Linked DNA regions of Mus musculus: regions 2 and 3 are each linked to region 1. Evidence: chromatin contacts called from public HiChIP or PLAC-seq data. All regions are on one chromosome and are shown on one strand. The core of a region is the stretch at or near the end of the contact, and the rest is flanking DNA. Distances in the headings are between cores, read along the strand shown. Region 1 overlaps Cand2 (cullin-associated and neddylation-dissociated 2 (putative)). Region 2 overlaps Pparg (peroxisome proliferator activated receptor gamma). Region 3 overlaps Pparg (peroxisome proliferator activated receptor gamma).

Region 1 (4,380 bases), core at 506-3,005:
GGTGGACCGGCTCATCGAGCCACTCAGAGCCACCTGTACTGCCAAGGTAAGCCCTGCCCTGCCTGGACCCTGGAGTGCCTGTTGACTTTAGTCATCACTCACTGGACCATGTGCACTGCAGTGCTGGGCTGGCTGTTGCCCCAGTCTACACAGCTTCCTGGGCTGGGCTGTGAGATTCCTTCATTAAATACTTCCTGGGTGCTGGCCTGGGAGAGGGATCCAGGGTATAACACTCCACATACTAGCTTCCCCACACAGTCTATGCAGATCCCAGTAGGGAGCAGGGCCTGCCTCCTATGGTTGATTGATTGGCTAGCTACTCCTGCTACTACAGAGCAACTGCTAACACAGAGTGCAAGGTCTTCTGGAAAGTTGTAATATTGGGAACAGCCTGGCACACTCAGGGTCCTGGTGGAGACCTGTTGAATGAAAGAACTCTGTATGTGTGTGAGTGTGTGTGTGTGTGGTGTTTCTGGAAAGTTGTAATATTGGAAATAGCATGGCACACTCAGGGTCCTGGTGGAGACCTGTTGAATGAAAGAACTCTGTGTGTGTGTGTGTGTGTGTGTGTGTGGTGTTTATGTGTTGTGTATCTGTGGAGGCCAGAAGTTGACTTCAGTGGTCTTCCTTGATCTCTCTCTGCCTTCTTTCTTCTCCTTCCCCCTTCCCAGACATGGTTTCTCTGTGTAACCCTGGCTGTCTGGGAACTCTAGAACTGACATCTGACTGCCTCTGCCTATTAAAGGTGTGCCCCACTATTGCTAAACTGGGTGACCATGAGCTGCAGGGATCTGCCTGTGTCTAACACCCACCAACTTCCACATCCAGCTCTTGTGTGGGATCTGAACTTGGGTTTGTACAGCAAGTACTTCACCACTGAACCATCTCCCTAGTCCCTGATTGGAGTTTTAAGATTTACTCAAAGGACCAAGAATTTCAGTCTTTAGGCAAGACTCAGAATAGTGGTTTTGTTACCCTTTTTTAAAAACAAACAAACAAACAAACAAACAAACTGTTCTCCAGGTTAGCATCAAATTCCTGAACTTAAGTGAGTCCTTCCTCCTGTCTTGCTTTCCATGTAGCTTGTGTCTTGAGGCACATATTGTTATTTTTTCATTTTCTTTGTGTGTATGTAGGGGATATTGGGGGGGGGGGGGGCGGGGACGACAAAACACAGACACTCTGGTAGCCCAGCCTGGCCTTAAACTCAGTATACAGCCAAAGGTGACATGAATTTCTGGCCCTGATGCCCTTGCCCCCAAGTGTTGGGAATACCAGCTGTGTAGTACAGCAGATTGGTGGATGCTGGATCAGGTCCCCTCTTCCCTACTCAGATGTGGATATCTAACTCAGGACTTTGTGCGTGCCAGGTGAAATACTCTACCAACTGAGCCACATACCCAGCCCCAAAGTTGTGATCTTCAAATAGCAGCACAGTAGTAGAAAAAAAATGAAATCTGATTATGCATCAGATTGAAATTAGGCCTTTATTTGAAACCTATGTTTAAGGCGGGCGTGGTGGCGCACGCCTTTAATCCCAGCACTCGGGAGGCAGAGGCAGGCGGATTTCTGAGTTCGAGGCCAGCTTGGTCTACAGAGTGAGTTCCAGGACAGCCAGAGCTAAAAGAGAAACCCTGTCTCGAAAAACAAAAAAAACAACAAAAAAAAAGAAACCTGTTTAGAATGGGTAACAGAGACTCAGTAAGGACACTGTCTCCCTCTGCAGGTCAAGGCTGGTTCTGTGAAGCAGGAGCTGGAGAAGCAGGAGGAGCTGAAGCGCTCAGCAATGCGGGCAGTGGCCGCCCTGCTGACCAACCCTGAGGTGCGCAAGAGCCCCACTGTAGCTGACTTTTCCGCCCAGATCCGATCCAACCCAGAACTCACCACCCTCTTCGAGAGCATCCAAAAGGACACAGCCTCCGGCCCCAGCACGGACTCTATGGAACTCAGCTAGCTGCCCCCAACACAAGTCTCCCTTCTTATCCCAATAGGCCTTGGCCTCTTCTGTCCTTCCCTGTCAGCCTCAGTGCCTTTGCTAGGGCCCCCTGCTCACAGCCCCAGTGCCAAAGCCGGGCCCACCAACTCAGGACGTTCATTCACGAGCGTCATGTCCCACCACCTTTACACTGCACCCCTCCACTCACTTAGGAGCCAGAATTGGCCTATGCCCAAGACCAGAAGGCAAGCAGGGGGTTGACTTCCTACTTCACTTACTCTGAAGTCCAAATGTCAGTTAGCACCCTGAACCTAGCCATGGGTAGGGTATGTAGAGCCCATACAAGAGAACCAATTTATACTTAGTGCCTCATTAGTTAGCAGAGTGAGAACTGTTTACAGGGAAGATAGTGTGGCTCATTGGCCAGGTGTAGGTCCACTGTCTCAAACATCCCTAATCCCATCACCCAGGAGTGTAACAGTCGGCTTGTGCTCTTCCCGACTTTGTAGTTAGTACTGAAAATTTAAGTATAAATGACAGGTTTTGATTTTTAAGACATTGTTTCTCTTTGTAGCCACATATGGCCCAGACTCAAATCCACCTGCCTGGAATTAAAGCCAGCTGAGGCCAGTTATCTGAGTTAATAACATATACAAAGCTCTCCTCACAGGATTCTTATCCATATTGATTCAGTCCTGGAAATAACAAGGCCGATGGCATAGACCTGTTATCCTAATTCCTTAGGAGGCTGAGGCTGGACCACACACTCAGGTCGTAGTGAACAAATTTAAGATCTACCTAAAAGCAACAGGGCAGGATAGCTCAGTACCACGCCCTCCTGGTAGCAACAACTTTCTAACCTGTCCTAAAGGACCCTATGCCTTCGGGCAGACATATATACAGGCAAAACACCAAAGTTTAAAATAGCTCAGTTGTAGAGCACTCTCCAACACTACAGCAAGATGATAAAACCTCATTTCTACAATGAGAACAAAAGCTTAGTAATAAAAAGGCTGGGATGTCTTTCTCTCCAGTCATTTAAGTGTCACCCGTGACAGTCAACCCTTCTGAACTCCATTACTGTTTCAAAAGAACAGCGAGCCAGAGATTGGCCTAGATACAGATGGCACTGCCCTTGTAGTGTCCCACGTGGCAGAAGTATTTATCAGTCTCATGAAGTTCTAATATCCTCCAAAGACAGGATTGTCAATCCTGACTGATTGAGGCCAAGCAGGCCAGTTCCATGAAACTAAAGGCTTCATCAAAAAAGTGCCTTAAGCCGGGCAGTGGTGGCGCACGCCTTTAATCCCAACACTTGGGAGGCAGAGACAGGCAGATTTCTGAGTTCGAGGCCAGCCTGGTCTACAAAGTGAGTTCCAGGACAGGCAAGACTATACAGAGAAACCCTGTCTCGAAAAACAAAAAAAAAAAAAAAAAAAAAAAGTGCCTTAAGCTAGAGCCCATGCTAGAGTTGGGACAGGGTTGAGAGCAGAGGTTTGTCTGGTCCCCAGACTCAAGTGTACCTACACTGTAGAGGGTCAAGGCCTTTCCCCTCTTCCACCTGCAGCCAACCAAGACTAGCATGGGATTCTGAACCCTGCTGTCTCCCCCAGAACAAGCAGCAAAGAACAATCTCCAGTTACCAAAAACATAGAAAATACGACGGCAGGTTTTGTGATTTTATTTAAACATAAAACATGCACACAAGCCATCTACTCATTTTCTTCGCTGCGTAGCCTGGCGTTGGGATTGGTGACTCTGATGGCCAGCTGTGCTGCTCTTTCTACAATGGCTTTTCGGTTCTTAGAGGACACATTGTGAGCAATCTCAGCACAGTAAGATCTGAAAGAGAAGCAAACCAGGAAAGGTCACCAGGGAAATGGCTTAATTCTTCCTCACACTGAGTAACCCAGAATTCTTCCACTGGAGCCAAAGGCTTCCAGTGCAACCACTGTAAGGTACACAGTTCAAGCAGCGTGAACAACAAACACTGCCCGTGTTCCCTCAAAGTGTTGACAATCTGTCCTAATGAACACATTCCCAGCATGGAGATGACCGTGAAGCCATAGACCGGGAGCTGAGGAAAAACCCCTAGAGAAGCAGGATGGCAGAGCTATGGAAAGCATACAAATGGCAAATACCTAATACAGACAGACACCACCTGACAGATTTGGGGACAGAGTGCATCACGTTCTAACCTGAAGCACCCATCCCGGGCCACATGCATTTATAGCTGTCTAGCACACTCACCATTCACAAGTCACATGCTGCCATATCCCACCCCAGGACTCTTTACCACTCAGGAACCAATGGTTTTTCTGTAACTACCCTCCAACTTGCCCTGCTCCCCAGCTATACAGAGGAAAATGCCCAGAGACAGAACTCAGTGAGCGGTGCACCTGCAGGGTCTGACAAGGCCAAGCAGCTCTCCTGGGGCAGATGTA
Region 2 (4,229 bases), core at 1,446-3,945, 320 kb before region 1:
GGCTTCTGCCAACCACCTACAGAGTGTCCCCTGCTCTTTCCAGAAGACCAGCAATGTTCCTTCTGTAAGCAGCTTGGGACGGCTGTTCTTTGAGTGACTAGCTGGTGAGTAGGTTGAAGGAGGTTATGCTCCCATAGTTATACACTTACCCATGAAGGAAGACTTGATAGTCTTTGTCAATTTGACCTTGCTATGTCAGGTCAAAAGCTTGGGCCCCAGGACCTCATCATGGACCATGGCCAGTGGATGTATTTGTTGATTCATTAGACTTAAAACAGAGTCAAAGACAACACCTGGAGTAAGTTGACAGATATTTATAATAAATGAAACAGCAGCAGTAGTCCCTATTTGTTGAATGTCCCAAACATCCAGGACATGTGCTCTATTCCTAGTCTTGTATCTATCTTTGCTGAAGCTCTGGGCAGCCTATACCCCAGTTTACAGATGGAGAAAATGGAACTTCAGAGACTCAAGCCACTTGCCTATAGTCACAGAGCTAGTAATTGATAGAGCCAAAGTTCACACCCAGTAGTATAGGCAGGCTGGTACCAGAGATGTAGCTTGGTGACAAAGTTCACATTGAGCATGTGCAAAACTGGGCATGTTCAATTTCCAGCACTGCAATCATCATCACCACCACCACCACCACCATCATCATCATTACCATCACCATGTACTTCCTTCGAAATTCTGTTGCCTTTTGAGTAATTGAGATAAAGATCTTAATTACCTTGCTCTTAGAGTTCTTTAGAGGCTATCAAAATATCATAATTAAGAACGTTCATATACTGTTAATGATATCCAATGCCCTCTTAAGACATAATTTAAGTAACTAGCAATCATTTTGCCCACTGAGCAGCCATCTTCCCAAACCCTTTGCTTGGTTTTGAAAAGTGCTGGGAAAAGGCCTCCGGCTGCTGATACAGTGAATGCCAGTGTCAGAGTTCTTACATTTGTCATGTAATGAGCACCTGAACACAAGCATTTGCAAAGCTTCCCACAAAGGTAGACAGTAAACTTCAAATGGCTAAAAAAAAACATGTTTCCACTTAACCAGACACTGTCATATGCCAGGTCATAAGAGATGTAAATGGTTACAAAGGAAAGTTATAAATACAGGCTGGGGGATTGTTGGGTTGGTGAAGTGCTTGCTGTGCAAGCATGAGGACCTGAGTTCAGATCTCCAGCACCCATGTAAAAAGCCTCCTGCTGTGGCATGAGTATAAAGCCAGCACTGGAAATGCAGAAATAGAAAGATCCCTGTGCGTTGCTTGCCAGCCATCCTAGCCGAAGCATCAAGCTCCACTTTCAGTGAGAAACCCTTTCTCAAGAAAGTAAGGTGGGGAGTAAGGAAGATGCCTGATGCCAACCTCTGACCTCATGTACACAGGGTCAGGTGGGATTGGGTGAGCACAGACATACACGCACTGGTGAGAGGATTTAAAACAGTTAAATACCATCAATACCATCCTGTGTCTTCGTTTCTCGTGCTCTAGAGGAACAACTGAGCACAGGGACACTTACTCTGTGTAGGCAGACAGATAGATACTTGCTCATGGCCATTGCAAAGCACCTCATTCAACAGCTCAGACCCAGTGAGCCACTGCAGATAACTTGGGGCAGAAGGACCAACTGACTACAAGGTTGGGCGTATTCCTCCACCCTGGACCTCAGTTCCCCTTCAGTTCTTGAGTATACGTGCCATGCTTCCATTTTACTACAGAGTGATTTCTGTGAGTTACAGTGCACAGTATAGCACATATCTCTGGAAAAACAGGCTTTATGTGTCTCAGGGGAGCTCCACATAGTCATACTTTGACTCTACTCAGCCCAGAGCCTTTATACCCCTTTTAGTCAGTGAATGTCTCCCATAGTTGTTAAGTGAAAAGGACACAATATCCAAACTACTTTGAAACTAGACATTAAAAATAACTATAAATAGCAATAGGCCAACACTTTTGTGTATTTAGTAGTCCTGGGGATTGAACTTATGGCCTCATGCATGTGAGCACAAGCTTCCCTATTGAGCTACAGTCTCAGCATTATGCCAGCTTCCTACTTCTTCTATGCCAGCTAAATATTTAACTTCCTTCCCAATTGAGAAAGTTGTTTTTCCATGTCTTCTTCAGGTATTAAAAATAAACAAGGGCATCTAATTTCTCTTGAGCTGGACATCCAGCATTAACATGTCTCCTGTCCCCCATCAGGAGATGGTCATATCACAGAGTAATAGCTGGTTTACTAAGGACTAGCATATCTAATAGGCTCCTACCTACACTGTGCATGAGATTAGCAGAATGGCCTTGAATAATGACTCACTTTGAGTTATCTAGAAATGTCCCATTAGTTCTCTGTTTTCATAACCTCATGCACTTGGTATGACAGGGGTGAGGTATATTTATGAGTTTGCAACTGGCACCTAAACACTAAAAACCAGAGAGCTGGGGGCAAGGATGGGGTAATGGAGAAAATAGTGAAACATCTTAGAGTCACCCCATAGATAGGCATACATGTGAGAATCTATGTGCAGGCTCTTGTTTGGAGAGGATAGAAGACCCCTTATCTGTAACTGCTCCAGAAATAAAACTTCCTCCTCCGCCCTGGCTAAGTAGGCCGCCATCATCTCGGGACTGAGCAAACAGTGTTGTCTGAGGCAGACAGGACTGAAAGTGGAACTGCTGAGTCACTCCTGTCCACACTGGCAGCCAAGGAAGAGGCTCCTTAGCCAGTCATAAGAGATGTGGCTTTTCAGAGCACTTTATCATTTTGGACTCTCAAAATGTGTGTTTAAACTCTGGGTGACCCAGGCAGCCTTCCAGATGGGCACCATTCAGCTGCAAGTGGGGAAGGGTGAATGCAGGGTCCTCAGGTCACCTAACAGAGAGGTTGGGCAAGGGATGGGGGTGGGAGGAGGGCGTAAGGGCTGTGCTGCAGCCTAAACAAAACTTCTCACCTGCTACTGCAGCTCTGGATAGGCCAGGGAGAAAGCTCCAGAATCACACACAAGAGTCCAAAAGCCCCACTCCCCCACTTCCTAGATGTGCGGTTGCAGCAATTATTGACCTCCCTGGGCCTTAACTTCCTTATCAGCTCCCCAAGCAAGTAAAATAGCATTATATGAAGCTTTTGGCACTGTGCCTGGGACACTGCTAGGCACACAGTGAATGCTAATTTCCCCTTTCTCCTCTGTGATATCATTTGAAGTAGCTCCACTCCATCCTGCCAGTCAAAAGGCTTAAAATTCCACCAACCGTCCTTAAAATCCTTCCTACAATATAAATACCCCTAGGGAGCTCTCAACTAATCCTTTTATCAGCTATCACTTTAAGGGGATTAGTTGCAGATCAAGAACAAAACCCAAAGGGAAAGAGATACAGAGAAGGAGGAGGAGCCAAAGAAGGAGGATCAAAATCCCCTAATCCTGGGCCCCCAAGGAGACAGGGGAAGCTAGGACTGTGGATTCTCCCACCCAGAATTCCCTTGACTTTGCAGGAAACTAAGGTGTTTAGAAAGTCATATCTATGGTTTACAATCACAAGTTCTTCAGAAAGGAGAGGAGAGGAGAGGAGAGGAGAGGAGAGGAGAGGAGAGGAGAGGAGAGGAGAGGAGAGGAGAGGAGAGGAGAGGAGAGGAGAGGAGAGGAGAGGAGAGGAGAGGAGAGAGAGGAGTGGGAAATCTGAAGTTGATAAGGCTACTGTCTCAAGTTTGCTGGTTTGCTGTCATGGATCTAAAGTCACAGAGTTGCTCTTAACCCTTTTCTCAGCCCTTCCTCCTTTGTTCCCTTTGGCAGAGCCACCAGGTACATTGAGGGCAGCAACGTGTCAGGCTGGAGGGGGCCTCGGAAGAGGTTACTCTCCTATTTCCTTCCACTAACCCTTCTTCCTCTACCTATACTCCCAGCCCCAACCAGCTACCAATCCTGATAGAATTGCTCAAAACACGGAAAGCACAGAATTGAAGCAGAGCACATGGCTGAGCCTTGAGTGACTAGTACAGCAGAGCTAGAAGGATCACAAGGACTGCCCAGGGCCAAGACAGAACTCAGAAGACCCACTTCCATCCTCAAAGACCTTGAAATAGAATTAATCCCAGGTCTATTCCCTGGGGGCCCTGTAGAGGGACAGACTAGCTTTGACCAGATCTAGAGAAGGTATCACCTGCCTTTTCAGTGTTCCTGTTCAGGAGCTGGCTCTGTGATGATGGGGACTGAGGAGTGTTAATGTGGAGCT
Region 3 (4,342 bases), core at 1,580-4,079, 340 kb before region 1:
CATATTAACTAATCGGCATAACTGGCGTTTCCATGTCATATTCCACGTCATATTCTCCCCATTCCCTTTCCTTGTTCCTTTCCTCTTCCAAATTACCCAGCCCCCTTCTACCTCTATGTTATTGTCTTCATCATCCTTCTTTCTCTTCTCCTCCTTTTCCTCTTCTCCTTCTCCCTCCCCTTCCCCCCCTTCTTTTATTTTGTGACCTAATGAGTTTACTTAGGAGAGCATATAGAAGCATGTGTGAGGGCTATTTACAGGAGCTTGGGCAACTTACCAGTGGCTACACCACTGAAGAAAATGCCTCTGCCTCCTCCAGCAACCATTAACTACCCATAGATCCCTCAGGGACAGATGGGGTCTTGTTGAGCAGTTCTCCATTTCATAATGACCATGTATTTTATTCATTGTATTTCAAAATGTTCTACAAGTACTTAATATGTACCCAACAATATGCTAAGTGCTGAGTGTAATGAGCAAGGAAGACTCCTGTCTTCAAGGAGACTGCAGACAAGGAGAGAAAAGAAAACACCCTTATCGACTATTGTGGCCAGAGCTATTAAAATAGAAGACAGTAGAGTCATGGTCATAGACTGAGGGATCCCAGTGGATCTGGGGACCAGGTGGGAGGGCCCCTCAGTAAGCTGACATTCCCTATCCCAGTGCAGCTGAAATGGAAGAATAATGAAGAGGGAGTCTGCAATTTTGACTTTTTTTAAATGGCAATTGTTTAAAGATTTCTGTTTGAATAGGTCATGTGCAAAGGTTATATTTAGAAAATGTATCTAAACATATGCTGATCTAATGTAAACTGAGAGGCAAACATCTTTTCCCCTCTAACTCCAAGCAAGGTCTCTTAAGAAGCCCCTGTAGGGCAATAGTTTTATTAGTGATAAAGTATAGGGCCAACTGAGATGAACTTACACATTTGAGACTCGAGGACAAATCAGTCTTTTCTCTAAAACAAAATTTGCTGGGCATGGTAGTGACCTGTAATCCCACCAACTAGAAAGGTTGGTGCAGAGGAGTTTCACATCCTGGGCCACATTGTGTTATGCCCAAGACCTAGTCTCAAACTATAAAATACAATAAAAATAATATGAACTGAGTTGTAGCTCAGTGGTAGAACATGAGTTCAGCATGCACAAGACCCAAGACTCAATCCCCAGCACCAACGATTAAATAAAGTCACTGAACAGATAGAAATGTTCCTGTATACCTTGTCTTATGATAAATATACTATCTTTAGTGTAAGAATAAAAACCATCCACCTGGAGCTGGAGAGATGGCTTAGCAGTTAAGAGCACTATCTGCTCTTGCAGAGGACCCAGGTTTGATTCCCAACTCCCACATAACAATTAACATCTGTCTGTCACTCCAATTCCAGGGAACCCATTGCCCTCTGCTGGCCTCCTCAGACATTAGGTACACACTGTGATGCAGAGATGCAGGCAAATTCACACAATTTTTTTTTAATTTTTTAACATCTCAAAAACAAACAAACAAACAAACAAAAAAAGCACAAACCTGTTGGTTCTCATATTCAGCAACATTGATTGAGTTCTACCAAGTACTAAGATATATGTAAATGTGCCCCAACCTTTGCTCACAAGTAGCCTATCATCTAAGTAAAAGAGCCCACCATCATCTTGAGTGTCACATAGAATGGTGCTCAAGATACTACTAAGTATGAGAGCAAGATGTTCCACTGGAGAAAAGCAGTGTCCTAAAGAGAGCTAGCTCAACAAAGAATGGTGTCAAAGAAACATTACTCAAAGGGACATTTTATAAGTAATATCAGACCAGGAAGTAGGAAATTTTATGCAAGTTAGAAGTCTATAAACAGATTACTATTTATTTAATTTTTTTGGGGAAGGCCTTGCACATGCCAAGCAAGGGTTCTGTGCCCAAAGGACACCCCAGCTCACACAGGTCAATTCCTACATTAGGCCCTACAGTCTGTCTTAAGTCTTTGCTTTGCATTCACACTTCCTCACTCCTTGAGAAGCCAAATTAAAGGTATTCTGATGAACCTCATTAAGGGGGAATTCTGCAGAGTTAGGGGGTAAGTCAGTTTCCATCCATTTAATGTCCAAGTTCCCTGGTCTTTCTTTACAACAGAAACGGATAGCTCATATGAACTGACTGAGAACAGGGCCTATGTTTGTACAACTTGAACTTCTCCGTAACTGTTTAATTCATGAAACACAAAGATGCTCCTGCCGTACCTTTTATGAAGTGCAGAGGTTACCAAGATAATTATGACAGTGTCCCTGTCTGCAGGACATTGTTCTACAGAGGGGTTAGAGGTATAAAAAGTCATAATTATAGTACAGTGTGAACATTTTGATTGTTGAAATGCTTAGGGTTGGGGGAACACTGGGAAGAAATAATTAGCTGTACTTGAAAGCTCTATAAAGATGACTTTGCATCTTTGGATAGGAGTTGTCTCTCGATTCATGTTTAAATGAATATGTATTCCTGTTTGCTAGCGGATCCTTCCAATTTCCTAACAGGATCGTATGTTGCCTTTTTTAACTGAAGAAGTAAATAAGTTAATTTCATTTGTCTGTGCTACTGTTGCGAAATAAAAACATGAGCAAAGTGGTAGATAGAAGGCAGAACCAGCGCCGGGTGGAGAGAGGGACTCTCAGTGTGGGAACCAAGATTAGGGAGAGCACAATGCGGAGCCCTAGTAATGATCCAATGATTCATCCTGTCATTCCTCTTCCTCTGTAGCCATCAGGTTTGGGCGGATGCCACAGGCCGAGAAGGAGAAGCTGTTGGCGGAGATCTCCAGTGATATCGACCAGCTGAACCCAGAGTCTGCTGATCTGCGAGCCCTGGCAAAGCATTTGTATGACTCATACATAAAGTCCTTCCCGCTGACCAAAGCCAAGGCGAGGGCGATCTTGACAGGAAAGACAACGGACAAATCAGTTAGTTCTCTTCTGCTCTCTTCACTGGGGGAGGCTGGGGCTGGGGGTTGTTTCCTTTGACTAAATGATTTGCTTTGGTGCACATGCATATGCAAAAACAAACAAACAAACAAACAAAAAACAGCTCAGCTGCAGGCTGTTAAAATCTAGTGGCAGGCTAGGTCCAAAACACAGGAAATGTCTTCAAATAGGATAAGTAAACATTGTTCTGAAAAGGGAGTAAGTCCTCCAAGCTGTAATAAAAAACCTTTGAGAGTAATACAAGAGCTCATAGGTCATCTCTACACTCATGAATGAACGTGAAGCCTTCCAGTCACAAGAGTGTCTCAGAAGCCGTGCAGGAGGCTGAGCAGGTGTGTTAAGCTGTTGTGTCCCACTTCTACCTTTCAGTTTTTCTATGGTCATTTGTCCCAGGTCCAAAGTGGGCACAAAAGTACATCAGGATATCATGAGACCTATTTCCTTACAGTACCTAGCTTTATTCCTGGGAAACTGGAGGCTCTGGCCTTCTATTATATACATGAGTTCTACTTTCTGCAAGGATCTAAGTTGCCTATGCTACTCCAATGGAATGGTTGGTTGCTTGCTTGCTTGCTTGGTTTAGTATGCTAACTATTGGATTGAATCCCAGGCAAGCATGTTGGGTACATGTGTGCTAGAACTAAGCTACAGTCCCAAGCCACAAAAGTATTCTTAAGTACCTGGAGATTCTTTGACTGATATTGTTTAGCAATTCATAATAGATGAAAATTATCATTGAATCCAGTTTTCTAGGAAGCAGAAAGCTTCTGATAGGAAGTTGAGAATCAACATCAAATTACATTAAAATAAAACCTCAATGCTGCTCCCCAGTCCACCAGCAGCTGCAAGTGTGCACTGGATTGGGCTCTTCAGGTCTTTCAGCCAGGGTCTGGCTTTGATGTCTATGCTATGATGAATGTCCCTAGGCAGTAGGAGCTACAAGTCCCATGCAGAAGACCTGGATCCAGCTCTTGAAAACCCTGTGTGTGGTCAGTTACTTTCATGGCCAGGAGAGCCAGTCAACTATTAGGTGGATACATGTAACTTGATGACCATTTAGATTTTAGAAGAAAAAAATCGTATTATCTCCTAATGTGTTTTGAGGACTATCTCAGGTTATTTCTTTCGTTTTAGATAAATGACTTCGAGTGGAATCAGCTAGTAGCTATGAGAAAGCCACATGCCAGTAAGAACAGTTGAGTTTCTCCCTGCAAAAGAGGTGATTGATACTTTCACAGTGATACACAAGGCCCTAGGCACTACAGTTTCCAAGTATTTTACACATTCTTTACACTCGAGCTCAGGGTCCTCTGAAGGCTGCAATTGTTTGTTATTATCTTCATTTAAGAAGAAGGAACTGAAGTGGAGAGGGGCAAGCACAT

The links. HiChIP or PLAC-seq counts read pairs in DNA pulled down with a chosen protein or histone mark.
Region 2: an HNF4G HiChIP or PLAC-seq map of pancreatic cancer cells shows a contact between it and region 1. The contact joins two enhancer-like sites. A contact is called at or near these places in 1 of 39 promoter capture datasets (3T3-L1-derived adipocytes) and 1 of 115 datasets of contacts at active chromatin or transcription factors (pancreatic cancer cells).
Region 3: a FOXA1 HiChIP or PLAC-seq map of pancreatic cancer cells shows a contact between it and region 1. The contact joins two enhancer-like sites. A contact is called at or near these places in 3 of 39 promoter capture datasets (the 3T3-L1 cell line, 3T3-L1-derived adipocytes and hippocampal neurons), 1 of 115 datasets of contacts at active chromatin or transcription factors (pancreatic cancer cells) and 1 of 9 other capture datasets (embryonic stem cells).

What each region holds. Positions count from the first base shown.
Region 1 is chr6:115,801,911-115,806,290 of GRCm38.p6, forward strand. It overlaps Cand2 (cullin-associated and neddylation-dissociated 2 (putative)), which reads left to right. Exons shown (of 15, transcript NM_025958.2): 14 at 1-46; 15 at 1,727-3,645. The coding sequence ends at 1,954. It overlaps Rpl32 (ribosomal protein L32), which reads right to left. Exons shown (of 4, transcript NM_172086.2): 4 at 3,604-3,778. The coding sequence ends at 3,649. Among named protein-coding and RNA genes, the nearest start is that of Snora7a, 4.0 kb to the right of the region's middle. Within about 2 kb of position 1,756, at least 67 of the 459 cell types and tissues checked have an H3K27ac peak or open chromatin away from gene starts, as enhancers often do. A contact at or near this core is called in pancreatic cancer cells, where this site is marked.
Region 2 is chr6:115,477,801-115,482,029 of GRCm38.p6, forward strand. All of the region lies in intron 7 of Pparg (peroxisome proliferator activated receptor gamma), which reads left to right. Among named protein-coding and RNA genes, the nearest start is that of Gm36301, 40 kb to the right of the region's middle. Within about 2 kb of position 2,696, at least 182 of the 459 cell types and tissues checked have an H3K27ac peak or open chromatin away from gene starts, as enhancers often do. A contact at or near this core is called in pancreatic cancer cells, where this site is marked.
Region 3 is chr6:115,460,347-115,464,688 of GRCm38.p6, forward strand. Pparg (peroxisome proliferator activated receptor gamma) reads left to right here. Exons shown (of 8, transcript NM_001308354.1): 6 at 2,740-2,939. Among named protein-coding and RNA genes, the nearest start is that of Gm36301, 57 kb to the right of the region's middle. Within about 2 kb of position 2,830, at least 94 of the 459 cell types and tissues checked have an H3K27ac peak or open chromatin away from gene starts, as enhancers often do. A contact at or near this core is called in pancreatic cancer cells, where this site is marked.